Regions from separate parts of the Hordeum vulgare genome. Here region 1 is linked to region 2. Evidence: chromatin contacts called from public Hi-C data. All regions are on one chromosome and are shown on one strand. The core of a region is the stretch at or near the end of the contact, and the rest is flanking DNA. Distances in the headings are between cores, read along the strand shown.

Evidence for each region. A called contact is a pair of places that touch in the nucleus more often than the background predicts.
Region 1: a Hi-C map of seedling shows a contact between it and region 2, with 3 times the contacts expected there. The contact joins two enhancer-like sites. A contact is called at or near these places in 2 of 6 Hi-C or Micro-C datasets (leaf and seedling).

What each region holds. Positions count from the first base shown.
Region 1 is chr1H:427,674,441-427,677,827 of MorexV3_pseudomolecules_assembly, reverse strand. No RefSeq gene overlaps it. Among protein-coding and RNA genes, the nearest start is that of LOC123442669, 150 kb to the left of the region's middle. Within about 2 kb of position 1,642, at least 3 of the 3 cell types and tissues checked have open chromatin away from gene starts, as enhancers often do. A contact at or near this core is called in leaf and seedling, where this site is marked.
Region 2 is chr1H:427,540,232-427,543,464 of MorexV3_pseudomolecules_assembly, reverse strand. No RefSeq gene overlaps it. Among protein-coding and RNA genes, the nearest start is that of LOC123442660, 30 kb to the right of the region's middle. Within about 2 kb of position 1,399, at least 3 of the 3 cell types and tissues checked have open chromatin away from gene starts, as enhancers often do. A contact at or near this core is called in leaf and seedling, where this site is marked.

The sequences.
Region 1 (3,387 bases), core at 393-2,892, 130 kb before region 2:
GGGACATCGGGTTGGCCCAGCGCATCTCGGGGTGTGCTCCTGATTGCACAAAATATTGTAACGGGCGTAGCGGGCGCCATTTTGGATTTGCCGATCTTCTGCAAGATACATCGTTTGGTTGCTACAATGTTGGATCGCCATAATGCCTCTTCCGACCCGTTACAGTCACGGGGAAAACGTGGGGTTAATGGGCTAGGCCTAGCTGCTCGTGCTTGTGTGCATCGCATGGCTGTTTGATCAAAATATGTTATATAGCGAAATTACTAATTAATTGGTACTCTTTGCAAAGGTCACTCATATCTCCGCATGTTAAGACAAGTGGCAACTGCCTGTACGTCACTTGTATCAACCCAGTATTCAAAACGTTTTATCTTTTGTACCGTGCGTTCAAATCTCAAACCGTTTTTACTGTTGGATTACTCGCGTGAGAGATCTTTATAACTAGACCTTGCATTGATAGGTTTCGAGAACTTTTTTCTTCATAAACAAACTAGACGAAAAAAACGAATCGGAAGCAAAAAAAGATCATTTTCCAAAGAGGGATGACTGTGCCTCACGCGAAACCAAATCCGTGCTTCCACGAGAAGGAAAATGTGCCTCCCACGAAAGAAGAACAAAAACATGAGGAAATGCGTATTTATGTAAACAAGCTTAACTCCATTCTGCTTTTACAAGTACACTTTGTTGGGATCAGAGGAGATGGATTGTTCCACCCGTGACAAAGGCGACTGCGAGGTTACCTCGGGTCCACCATTAATGGCCCCTGTGCCTCGCCTACTCCCATAACTCCAACTCTCAGCCTCCCGCCATCCACCCACCAAGCCCCAGCCCCCAGATCCGAGAGGAGGATAGCGGGGAGGTGTCGTCGAGGCCACGCGAGGCAGGCACACCCCACAACAATGGTGGCAGCTCTGATGGCCCTTCAGTAGACGATTCCGGTGGAGCTGCTGCCGGAAATCGACCTGCACTCTTCGGAGGTGCACGCGGAGATGTTGCGCGTGGTGCGGGGGCGCTTCCCCGACCGCTCCAAATGGCGAGATATTATGGTGGAGATCATCCACAGATCTACCTTCGAGGAGCGAGCCCCTTTTTGCGGCGACGACGGCTGGATGGACTACGATATGATATTATGGGACATCGAGGAGGCGGAGACGATGGATCCACGCCAGGCAGCGAGCTGGAGACAGTTCAAGGCGGAGAGCCCCTCTCGTCTCAACATCCGTCTGCCGCCAGTGATAGAGTTGGCCAATCCCCCCCCCCCCCCCCCCCCCCCCCCCGGGGTCAACCTGCCCCTCGTTCCCTAAAGCCTTGGGCTCCCAGCGGACGTGCTCGCCGAAGGGCGCTTGGCTCGGAGCTGTGGGCGCGTCGTGAAGGGGGAGAGCTGCATCTCCGCAGTTTGGAACCACCACCGTGGCCAGGAGACCGTGGTGATATCTCTGCTTACCGGAGTAAGGGAGTTTTCGTGATGTGGGGAGTTGTGGTGACATTCTGGTCAAAAATTTAGATCGTGGTTTGTGAGAGTGTGACATTTCTCCTACTAGTCTTGTTGTTGGAGTTTCTACTCCTCGCCTTCCACAGTTGCCATGGGGTGCTTGTGCCTCCCCAACCCTGGCGAGGTCTTTGTCGGATGGCGACGCTGTGGTTCCTAAGGTGCCACGGGCTTATTCGAAATTGCCCTTGCGTGAACCAGTTGCGATTCCTGCACCCCTCATCTGGGGATGTGTGGTCAAGCGGAAGGCGCATTTGCCAAAGCCGTCTTTCCGTGAGGAAAATAGCTTTGAGGAGGAAACGGCAGAGTTTTTTGGATTACTTTGGGTTATCCCTTCCACCGTGCGCCGCCGGCCTCACATACACAACCCCCTCCCCTCCATACCCTAGATATGCCATCCCCAAAATTTTCTGGGTGAGGAAAGACTTCTTCCAATCTAGGAAATTTTTGAGAGAAGATTGTTTTCCAGTTGAGTGCTTAGGTCATTTTGACCCTACCCCACCATCTTCAAGCTTTTGATGGAGGGGATCAGCCCTGGTTCATTGTCGTTCACGGAGGTGGTCAAGAGGAATATGGACAAAGGGGGATAGCAACAGTAGTGGCCTCCATGTTGCCAGGCCAACAAGAAGACGGTGCCTGCCCAGGGAGGGCAAGTCCAGCCTCCCACACCTCCTCCACCTGCTCCCACGAAACCGACCAAGGCCATGGCCAAGGGTGGGGGTGGCAACGAAGAATCTGGTGTGAGGGGCTCCCAACCCAGTACGAGCGGCACCTGCAGTCCCACATCCACCAGCTACTCAAGCCGTGGATCCGAGGTACAAGGATATGACTTGTTTCAATTGAAGTTGGCATAGGAACTACATTGGTAACTGCATTGAAACCAAGAAGTGTTTCATTTGTGAGGATGGACACAATGTAAACAACTGTGCAACATGGGTCCATCAACACCCTACCGCAACATACTTTGGAAGTGTTGCTCCAGATTTAGGGTTTTACCATATTAACATCCCCGTGTGTGTGGAATCAAGTTGGATGAACTATAAAAATTGTACTCTGCTACATGTGGTGAGAGGGGAGGTGTCTACCTCAGAATTACTGATGCAACTGAACGATATCTTTTGCAAGAACAAGGAATGGCCCCGGCAGATCAAAGAGGTGGAAAGTAAAAAATTCCTTCTATGCTTTCCTCATCGGAAGAATGTTGAAGATCTGATTGAGTTCCCTCATTTTGATCTGCCTTTTGATGGAGTTTTTACGAAGGTGGTCGAATGGCAAGGAATGCTAGACCCCTTTGGAGAACTCACTGAAGCATGGGTTCAGATTGAAGGATTTCCTCCCAAGTGGTGTGCTTGGAAAGTATTTTCTCAAATCACTTCTTGTTTTGGTATCCTTGTGGATGTGGACTGGAATGGCATTTTTAAATGCGTATATGAGGTCATTCGTGTGAAGGTGGCATGTAGGGACCCAACCAAAACCCATTTTGAGAGATTGGTGGAAATTAAAAAGAAATTGTATCTGATGTTCTTCTATGTGGAAGGTTTTGATTAGATTGGTGAAGAGGATGATGAAGATGGGGATGACCGAGACAAGGAAGGTCCTAACATTAGCAAGAATGAAGAGAAGGAGCTTGAGGAAAATACTGACCTAACAGATAAAGACGATGTGGAAGAAGATGAGGACACCCCAATAGATGAGCTAGATAAGGCCAATTTCCCTAAGAAGAATACCCTTGCCTCTACTTCTAGTAGTAAACAAAAAGTGGTTGTTTTTGCAGCTGAATTCCACCCCCGGGTCTAATGGATCATGTTCACAATGATTTCATTGAAGAAATCAGTGTTGGTGGTGCAACAAAAATATGTACCTTTGAAGAGGTTGAAGGAAAAGGTAACTCCCCGAGA
Region 2 (3,233 bases), core at 150-2,649:
TGACCAATTACCTTATCAATTAGTTTATTAATCTCCTACTCGCCATCCAACCGAGCAGGTACGAGTTAACGATTACCTGAACAATAGTCATACGGACCGGATCGGTGGCAAGGTCGACATGCTATCGTCAAGGTAGCCAGGTAAGGTAACCACTTCAATCAATTATATAAAAATAATAATAATAATAGCGGTAGCTGCTAGATTTTCTCCAAGCTTAGGTCAGTTCGCACTCCAAGCTTCCGGAAGTATGCCGTGAGCGGTGAGCCTGTCACACGCTTGTGCCACGGTATCAATAGACAGTTGAGATCGCATATGTGCAGTGGCAGCTTATCAGCCTCTGCATTAAGCAATTGATTATGTTTCCCTGGCCAAACTGAACAACCTATGATCGATCTGCTGGATGTGGCTCGATTAATTCGGCAATCTGCTTCGTGATGACATACGAACGTGGCAGGCAGGCAGGAAGGAGATGCCAATAAAAACGAGCAAATGGGAAAGGTTGCAGGTATGTACTATGATTCAGGACACCCATCGGTACTCAGTACACGATCATGGACCAGCCATCGCAACAATATCTCCAGTACCATCTTTGTTGCTGTTTTGCCTGGTCCCTTTCTCCATCCACCTATCTCGCTCGCTCGCTCCCGTTGCTTTCTCCGCTTTTGCTTGATGCCGAGACGCGATCGGGCCAGGCCACGTTACTCGGGGCGACGCTTCCCGCGCAACAGCGACCTGCCTCTGCCCACTGCCCTCCCTCCCTCCCTCATCTTGCGTGATGGCGCCCATGTATCTACCTTGTAGGCGCAATCAATTAAGACAAGATTTTAGATTTTTCATCAACAAACGAGATGAATTCATTATAGGAGTACTACGTACACATCCATAGCATCTTCGCTGGACTGCTAATCTCTAGCTTTCCAGCGCCGATCACTGCGAAGCATATGCCCGATCGAATAATTGAGGGCTCCAATTAAGATGCATGCTTAGCTACCGGGCACGCACGCACGCACGCACGCATCATTGTTATTCCACAAGCAACCACTACTACTAGCTAGTCGTGTCGTGCCCCTTTCACCCAAAAATCACCAAAAGAAAGAAAAAAAAAGGGAGGTCGACGAGAGCGGAGGACGCGTACGGCTACACGCCCAGCCACTCGTGTACGTACAGTAGACGCGATGCGTACGTGCCGCTCGTCTCGACGTGGCGGATGGCGCCAGGTCGGTGCACGGGGCGGTCCATCTTGTACTTTCGGGCGGGGTCGGTTAGACGTACGTTTCGGACAGCTATCGAGCCGAGCCCAAGCCAAGCGCGCGTTGCTGTCGCCAAGAGCACGTACACATCCATCCAACGCGATCAATGAAAGATGTACATGCATGCATGCGACCGCTCGGCGCTCGGCGCTGACACCGCACCGTACCGGCTAAAAGCTAAGCTAGGCTAGGCGACCCCCACTACGCCGTGCAGCGGTGGAGGGTCAATCTGTGCGAACCTGGGCCACGGAACTCAAAGACACGCCTTCACGGTGCAACCACGTGTGCTGTAGCGTTTTCCGGCGGGATCGAATATGCCGTGGTTAATGGGAGGACAATGACGGCGGTGAAAAGAGAGGCTGTTGCGTGTGTGGCCACGCAAGTCGGTAAGGGCATCTTCAAAGCGGCACCCGAAGAGCATGGTTAATAGTACAATCAAATGGTGGTTATAAAGCATTGTCATTTCATTTATAATCCATCTTATAGATATTGAGGAGCAAGCGGAGGAATGTTTCCTATGATAACTGGATTCATTGTATTGTATAATAGTTTGTTAGAAGAGTTTTTATTATTATTATTGTATGGTTCATCATTCACTCTCACAAGGTATCTAGGAGTACGTTTTATAGCTGGTTCTTAACTAAGAGCGTGTTTAACTTCTCTCTCTTCTTCTCTTTCCTTCAACTAAGCAAAAAAAAAGAGCAAGGCGAACAGGGCGGTTCCCCACTCCTCCCCCTTCCCGCGAGTCGCACCTCACTCCTTCCCCCTCACCGCTGCCGTCGGCGGGCGCAGCCGGGCGTTGCCGCGCGGCGCCCCGTAGTCCGGCGGTGGCGGCCCCCCTTCTTCCCCCGTCGCTGGACCCCGACTCAGGCGAGCGGTCCTGGCGGCGGAGCCCTTCGCCCGGCGGCGTTCCGGCGCGGATCTGGACGGCGGCGGTGTGGAGGCGTTGCCCCTTGGCGGCGGTGACATCCCATGGCTTCGCGGCGGCCGACGGCGCTCGGTTGGCTCAGATCTAGGCCCTATGGACCCGATCTGGGTCGAGGCGGGCCTGCTGGGGGCTGCGGTGGGTTGTTCTCCAGTGGTTCTGGCGAGCTCCTCGCGACAGGGATGGCGGTTGTTGTGCCGCGACTGCTGCAACTTGGCGGCGGAGTTTCACGGGTCCGTTCTAGGTTCGGACGGACATTCGTCTGGTGCGCCTCTGCTGCTATGCCTGGTCTGCTACCGCCTAAGCCGGTGGAGGTTGTTCCCTCCCTCGCGGCTGCGGTGTTGTCGGTCCTTGTCTACGGGTATCTCGTTTGGATCCAACCGGCCTCGCTTCGTTGGTTGTGGTGACACGACGGTGGTGTCCTCGTGACTGTGTTGGCACATGTTGGTGGGCATCGGGTGTGGTGGAGCCGAAGGTTGGTCCTGGATGGCGGGTGCGAGGGGTTGGGAGAAATCCATGTCGGGTCTTGCCGACACCAATGCGGTGATGCCTGCGGGCGCCGTCATCCTTCTTGAAGGGCGTCAGGTGACCCTCTTCCCCCACTACCCTCCGTGTACCGTGAGAAATCCTAGGATTCGTCCGGGCAGCAGCGTCGTCATCGTCGCATTCCTTCTTGAAGGTGGTGCTTGGTACACGGCAACACGATGGCTTTGGAGCGTGGTGGTTATCTTCGGTGGGCACAACTGTCGCGGGGTGTCGTAGCTTTCGTTGATCCGACGTTGTTGGCATTTTTTCTCTTATTTTCTCTTGTATTTTATTTTGGGCGTGCTTGTGCTGTTAGCCCGAGCGTTGATTGGTATGTTGTATCGGTTGGTTGCTACATTCATATAGCGGGGCGAAAGCCTATTTCGAGAGAACTAAGCAAAAATATACTATTTTATTTTAATAACCAACCAACTCAGTTCTATTGTATTTGCTCTCAAACCTTTTTTATATTTTTTAAATTATAATGTTTGAATCATTTTAATCATTTAACGGGACCTTTGTATATCCGCTTA